Regions from separate parts of the Mus musculus genome. Here region 2 is linked to region 1. A link is a contact called in public HiCAR-type data. All regions are on one chromosome and are shown on one strand. Each heading gives the region's core, a stretch centred on a gene start, on an enhancer-like site or on the middle of the called end of the contact. The rest is flanking DNA. Distances are from core to core; before and after follow the strand shown.

The links. HiCAR-type assays count read pairs that join an accessible place to other places.
Region 2: a HiCAR-type map of embryonic stem cells shows a contact between it and region 1, with 3 times the contacts expected there. The contact joins two enhancer-like sites. A contact is called at or near these places in 1 of 484 Hi-C or Micro-C datasets (embryonic stem cells), 6 of 115 datasets of contacts at active chromatin or transcription factors (differentiating embryonic stem cells, embryonic stem cells and epiblast stem cells) and 1 of 9 other capture datasets (embryonic stem cells).

What each region holds. Positions count from the first base shown.
Region 1 is chr11:63,453,401-63,456,918 of GRCm38.p6, forward strand. The region is part of intron 2 of Gm40016 (a long non-coding RNA gene); the gene reads right to left. Among named protein-coding and RNA genes, the nearest start is that of Gm40016, 8.9 kb to the right of the region's middle. Within about 2 kb of position 1,936, at least 44 of the 459 cell types and tissues checked have an H3K27ac peak or open chromatin away from gene starts, as enhancers often do. A contact at or near this core is called in differentiating embryonic stem cells and embryonic stem cells, where this site is marked.
Region 2 is chr11:63,897,003-63,900,520 of GRCm38.p6, forward strand. The region is part of intron 1 of Hs3st3b1 (heparan sulfate (glucosamine) 3-O-sulfotransferase 3B1); the gene reads right to left. Among named protein-coding and RNA genes, the nearest start is that of Hs3st3b1, 24 kb to the right of the region's middle. Within about 2 kb of position 1,794, at least 62 of the 459 cell types and tissues checked have an H3K27ac peak or open chromatin away from gene starts, as enhancers often do. A contact at or near this core is called in differentiating embryonic stem cells and embryonic stem cells, where this site is marked.

The DNA of each region.
Region 1 (3,518 bases), core at 686-3,185:
TCACCACAGACGGTCCCAGCCTGCTTTTCTGCTAGGGACTTGGATGCCTGCCATGTAGTGGCTCAGTTCCGACTCTGCTACCTGCTCTGCACTTAGGGACAATGTCCTTTAAGAGAAACCAGATTGTGAGGATAAATGGCAGCCTGCTGCCTGTGAGCTCTTCTTTCCTGTTAGCCAAGGCCTGGAAATGCCTTTACAAGAGCAGCCAATGGTACTATTTCGTTTTAATGTACAAGTCCTTATGGGAACATCCTCTTTTTCTTTTTCTCCCCCGACCCTTTTTTTTGGTATGAGTTTCTGATGTCAAAAAACCCAGCACAACTTTTAACTTGGGCAGCGTCTGAACACGAGGCTGCTGGACTCTGAAGTACTCCATCAGTGGAATGTCTCTTTTCATCTTTGTTCTCTAAATCTACTTTTTATTTGCCTGCATAAAGGGAAGAGAGTCCCTTTAATGTTGTGTGGATAAAAGCCACAAGAAAGAGATAAAGCATGAAACAAGTGCTGGGCCCTTAGGGGTAACAGAGCAAGGAGTCCGGGATGCCCTGTCACCAAAGAAAGGCACTTTGCTAGTTTAGACAATTATAGACAAGACAACTGGTTTAATTTGCATTAATTGAGGACTGCGACTGTCGCACTGGTTTCAGCAGTGACAGATTAAGAATGATGTATGTGACAACCCACAGTCAAACACGTGATTGTATTTTGATGGGAAAACAAACAGCTTGGATGTTGTTTTAAAGCTATTTGCTTTGGGTCCTCGAAGTTGACTAGAATTTTCAAGCAGGCCTAATGCAGACTCTCTTCTCATCTTCTTGCTGTCTCTGGATTCCTTCTCTGGGTGGAGCATGGGATGTTGTGATGGCAGCTCCACCACTGTCCTGCTGCAGGGCAAAGCCGGACTGGGGCATAGTCCCACCAGCTGACTTTCTGTTTGTATTTATTCCATTAGTCCAGCTGACAATGCTCAAGGATAATTCTTCATATTGAAAGAATAGCCCTTCTTTCTTGTTCTGTTGGTTTTTTTGGTTTTAAATTAGAGCATACTCTACTTTTATTTGTTTATTTTTATTAGTTTAAATCTGTGAGGGGTACACCACCACCCGGGTTCTGTGTCTTTGCAGGCCTTTGCAGGAAGGCTTCTTCAGAATTTGGCATAAATCCTGTTACTGTTTCCAACCGGTTCAGTGGAGAAAGCCTTCCCTTTATTTCCATGAACCCCGAGAGAAGCACAGGAAGGTTAGGGATAATCGTTGAGGCTTCCCCTTACAAAGCTTGCAACATCTACCCATTGCACGGGTAGGCAAATAAAAACTTGTCGAGGCCTGGAAAGTTCTGATAGTTGCTGATGATAAAACTCGAGAGAATTCTCTAGCACCCTGGTAATGAGCTGAAGCCCAAGGCTAATAGCGTTTCCCTTTCGTTGGGAATTATGGGGAAGCTATCGTGACATTTGTATTACCCCAGAGAGATCTTCCACTAGAAAGCTGAGCTTTGAAGTAGTATTGGATTTGCTCCATTGAGTCTGAAAGGTTTGCCACTGGTTTTCGGGAGACTCACCCCAGCCAAAGCCAGGCCTCTGGGAGGCTTTATTCCTAGGCTCAAGTAAACAAACAGCCTCAAATGGCTGAGGCCACAAACAAAAGTCAAGGGGTGGGGGTGGGGTGGGGTCCGGGGCCACGGAGACATTCCCACATTCCAGTCTTTCCAGCTCTGGGGTCCTGTGTTCAGAGCATGAACCCTCCAGCCCTCGGCTCCCATCAGTATGCCTCTTTAAGTGGTGAGATTGTTGCTGGATAATTCTAAATGACCAACACACGCTAACAAAGCCGATGTGGGCAGAGGAGATAGAAAATGGGTGGTTGGGGCAGATCCACGAGGGCTCATTAATCTTCAGTAAATTAAAGCTCATCACCGCTCCGCCCCTCGACAGCTCTTTGTCTTGCTAATTCACATTAGGCCAAGCCTGGCTTCACGCTTTCAGGCTTTTCAGAGGTGAGGGCCTGTACAAAGCTGCAGATGTGGAAACCCGGAGAGACCTTTGCTCCGAACGCTGCCTGTTAACATTAGCGCGCTCCCTAGGCCCACAGAAGAACGTTACTGTGATTCTCTGGCTTCAGAAGACTTCCCAGGAAGCAACTTGGGAGTTTAAAGCAGCAGGAAGAGAGGTGGGGAAGATGCAGAGGTGCCAAGGCCCACCTCCGCTGCAAAAACTCAAAACAAAAGTAACATTAAACAATGCGTGGTTTTGTTCCTCAACACAGAAATGTAGCAATCCCCAGTGTTACAAAGATGGGGGAAATACAATCTTATCATATAGCTAGAACAGACATTTCTGACAGAAGTCTGGCTAAATAGCGATTGAAAATATGTATATTCTGTAACCCAGCTACTCCACTGTTGGAATTATTCTGCTGATGGAACGTTGTATAGATCCACAAATATATGTACTAGCATAGGTACTGAAAACCATCGTGACAGGAAAGAGGGGAGGAGTAATGTTTATGTGCATAAAAATAATACCTGTAAAGTTCAGAATTTCTGTAAAACAAAATGAAGCCCATCTTGGGACAGTTTGTAAAGCTATCCAGAAAGTAAGGCTGAAGTACTAGAGATTCCTTTGTAGCCAACATCCTGATGTGTTTTATAAAACCAAAGATATGTTTTGTGGAGCACGGTACGGTGTGGTGGGAGGGGGTTGACTCAGCAGGCCCATCCTGAGGCATCCCTCTGCAGTGGTAACAGCCAACAAAGAAGGGTGTAGTATAGAATAGAGTTTACTTAGGAACATGGGAAGGAGTGTTGAGAAGGAAGTAGAGGCAGAGATGGGACAGAGATGGGGACACACACATACACACAGAGAGAGAGAGAGACAGAGAGAGAGAGAGAGAGAGAGAGAGAGAGAGACAGAGAGAGAGAGAGGCAGAGAGAGAGAGAGAGAGAGAGAGAGGCAGAGAGAGAGAGAGAGAGAGAGAGAGAGAGAGAGAGAGAGAGAGAGAGAGAGAGAGAGAGAGAGAGACTGAATAGTCCTTTTATATGTGAGCCAGGCTGGTACCTGGTTGTTGCTAGGTAACTGCTGGGCGGAGCCTAGAGAAAATGTAAACAGATCATGCCCTTCAAATACCATAGTTATGCAAAACCCTTACCAAGGACAGTTTTCATAGACTCAGCCCCATCTAGTGCCCTGGCTGTGGAATGTGGGTGGGGGATGGGGAGGAGGCTTGTGGAGATGGCACCTGCTCTATTTCACCTATTAATGACAATCTGCCTATCAATCCACTTGCTCTGGCTTCCGCCAACAGATGCCCAGGGCGTCAGTGTGCATCCTGTCTAGCACAGGCTACTTCTGCCTATTAATATTTTGTTCTAGGCTTGTGAGCACAAGTCACCCACTGCTCCTTTCCCTGTTTATCTCTTCACATACAAGTGAACACACACAACCTGACATGGAACTCTGTAGGACATTAACCTACACTCGATCCCCTGTGTCCTTACAGTTTGGACAAGGAACATATTTT
Region 2 (3,518 bases), core at 544-3,043, 440 kb after region 1:
GTTGTGATGTGAGTCTCTTCACTTCCAATCGGCATGACCCCTTGGCTATATTCCCAAATTCTCAGGCCTTGGATTCCACATCTGTTAAGTTAGCCTGAGGAAGGAGCTAAATGGTTCTGCCCCTTCGGTTCCACAATACTGACCAAAACCTCAAGGCCCAGGCCAGGAAACTGTGATGACCCACCAGCTGTAGCATTTCCCAGAAGCCTCTGACAATTCAGTCACAGGGCAGAAGAACCAAGGTTTCTAGGAAGACTGTGTTCCACATCCCTTCCAAAGAAAAAAAAAACAGCTCCCTGGAATCTGTACAGTCAGGGGCAGGTCTCAGCAATGAGGAAGCTGCCATCCAATGTGGGAAAGTAAACCAAGTGTCTTTTTTTTTTTTTTTTTTTGAGCATTTGGTAAACTCATAAACACTAGTAGTGGAGTTGAAAATGTACTGCGATCTCGGGAGGGGGGGGATGAGTATGTGGGATGTGTCCCAGGGCAGAAAGCCCTTCCTAGGACACTAACAGTGGGGTATGGGAAATCCTAGCCAGCTTTCCATTGCTGTGACGAATTACCTGAGAGAAACCACTTCCAGGGAAGAAAGGGTCGTTTGGCTCATTATCCCAGAGGTTTTGTATCATGGTCCCTGGGCCCTTATTGCCTTTAGGCCTGTAGCAGGTCAGTGACAAAGGCAGGCACAGCCCCTGTAACTTAACTTCCCTCTACTGGGGTAAGCTACCGAAAGCCCTAGCAGCTGCCAACCAAGCAGGAGTGTTGGGGCAGCAGCAGGCAACTGGAGCTCCAGGCAGACACAGTGCACTAAGGCAGTAGAGTCCTCATCACAGGCTGTGCAGAGCAGTAGCAGGCATGCGCGCTAAAACCCACTGAAAGCCTGCCTGGCAACCCCAACTTCTCTGCTGTGTTTGCACCTGGTGATGCGGTAAGTCACAGTGAGTCAGGAGTGAGGGAACAGCAGTTCCTCCCTTGTCCCGTTCTGTAGGAAGACAGTTCGCAGCCGGGACTGGGAAAAGAAGCGGGGATGGGAGTTAGCCTGTGTGAGCTGGGACTGCAGGCTAGAGAGCGAGAAGTGTAAGCGGAACCAAGATCAACCGAGATAGCTTCTCCTTTATGGCACACTCCTCCTTCTTCCCAGGGGACTCCATTTGGTAGAGGAGGACCATGCTATCAGTTGTCAGTGTGGGCCTTCATCTGGGTCTTCTCACTTCCTCAGAGGCCTGGAGCCCACCAACACTGAGCCCCTTCAAAGGGCCACATCTCCATAAGTAACTGTCTCCCTTTGGGGAGATGTTTGCATATCAAAGCACTCCTTTGGGAGAGTTTAAACTAATTTCAAATGAAACTGTAAATAGTCTAGATTTCAGGTCTGGCGGAAGTGATGTCACGATTCTTAAAGAGTTCATGGGTCCTTTCGGTCCTTTCTCTTTTCATTCTTTCTTTCTTTCTTTTTCTTTTTTAAGGTAATGGGTTGGAAAGAAGAGACATGACAAAGGCTGCCTCCCCCGTCCTGGCCCCAACCGCTGCCCAAGGATTTGGCCTCCATTGTCCTGGAGTTTCAATGCTGCTCTGAAAATAAAAGCTTTTCAATGCTGGGAGGTGGGGAGCGAATGAGCATCTCACTGCCCAGGCAGCTGGAGCCCCCTCTCCTCCAGGCCTTTGCCTGGGTCTTAGGCCCGGCTCACAAAGGGGGTGGTTCCTGTTCCGGGAAGGGGCTGGGCCTTGGGGGGTGGGGGGAGTGAAAAGCTAATGGGCTTTTGTGTTCCAGCTCCAAGCTCCCTGCTTCTGTTTACTGCGCCTCACCGAGGCCTGAGAAGGACAAATCTTGCGAAATTTGAGGGATCTGTGCCCCCGGTTCCTGGAAAAGAAAAGAAACCTTAAAATCATTAGAAAGGCAGAAGTTTTTCTGGCAGGCAGACTTTGTAGAAAGCAGAAGCAAAAGCAAAAAAGGAGGCCCAGACAGTGGGGAGGGCAGCTGGAGTTCCAGAAAGAACTGAATGGTCCAGAATCCTACTTGTAGAGTCCCACCACAAGATGATTGGTCCCAAGAGTCAGGAGTGCAGATCCAGCCCTGTGCCTTCACCTTCATACTGGATCCAGGCTTAGGCAGTTTACTCTGTGTGTGTGTGTGTGTGTGTGTGTGTGTGTGTGTGTGTGTGTATACAGACTCACTCAAGAGCCAATGGAAAATGACGAGTAAGACCCCACCCCATCTGTCTCCAAAAATTCAGGGAGGGTCAAAAAGCCATTCTCTACACAGTGGCCCACTAGCCTAAGAAAGCCTGGACTTCTGTTCCCATCCTGCCTTGCATCAGACTGGGACCTTGAACCAACCATACCAAGCCTTGGACTCAGTTTTTCCAATGAATACAAATAAATGCATTTGAACCAGTGAAACCACTCAGAAGGTGAAAGCATTTGCTCCCAAACTCCATGACCTGAGTTTGGTTCCCAGAGCGGAAGGTAGAAGGAGAGAACTGAGTCCCAGAAGTTGTCCTCACAACAACACAAGCAGGAACATGCGGGCACCTACACATAAGCAACAACAACAACAACAACAATACACTAACTTTTTAATAGAGTTAACAGATCAGCTTACAGGTTGTGTAAAGCAACCCTTACAATTACCTTCCCCTGTAGCCAGCATTAAGTTGGACAGAGCCACTGGAAGATAAGTAGGAACCATCCGCACTTGATGGTGAACACTTACAAGATGCTCCTCAGGGGCAGAGCACAGACCTCAGGATACGTAATCAGGGCGAGTCCAGTGTCAAATATGCCTTAACCTAGGCACCTGACTGTAAGCTGTTTGGTTGAAGTACAAAGAGAAGTGGTCCAGATCTTGCGGGATATTTTTTTTTTCACTTCTGTGAAACAGAAATGTTTGTCCTTCCATTTACTTAACTTACTTCCTTCCTTTCTCCTTTCCCTCCTCCTCCTCCTCCTCCTCCTCCTCCTCCTCCTCCTCCTCCTCCTCCTCCAACATAGTTTGAAAGTGAATGAGCTTTGAAAAGCAACAGAAGTCTTTCAAGGATGGGAGAGGTTGGTCTGTCTGCTCTCATTCCTTCTGCTGATTCCTAGCTCCGGGGTGAGGGAGCAGACACTGCACAGGTTCAGTTCTCAAGTTCAATGTCTTGTTTAAGAGTCCTGATTCCCTGCATCCCCTCTCACTGCATACACTCTCTTCTGCGGCCCACCAAGGGCACAAAGATAACTGAGACAGGACCCAGGATGAGGCAGCAGACAAGAGCATGGAGACAGGTCCTCCAGAGGCTGGTGAAAAATCATGATCCAAGCCATCAGTGCACTGCCTTCCCCCCACACCCACCCCCCAGCCCTTGCCGCTCCCCGCCCCCCCCCCCGGAATTAAATAGGAGAGAATGGATAATCCAGCACCCTGCCCCGCCCTCCTCTGCTCAGCGAGTAACCCTCCCTCACCTGCCCCTTTCTGTTTATCCACTGACACTCTCCAAGGAAGGCAGGTTCAAGGATAAGGAGGATGCAGTCCAATCCTC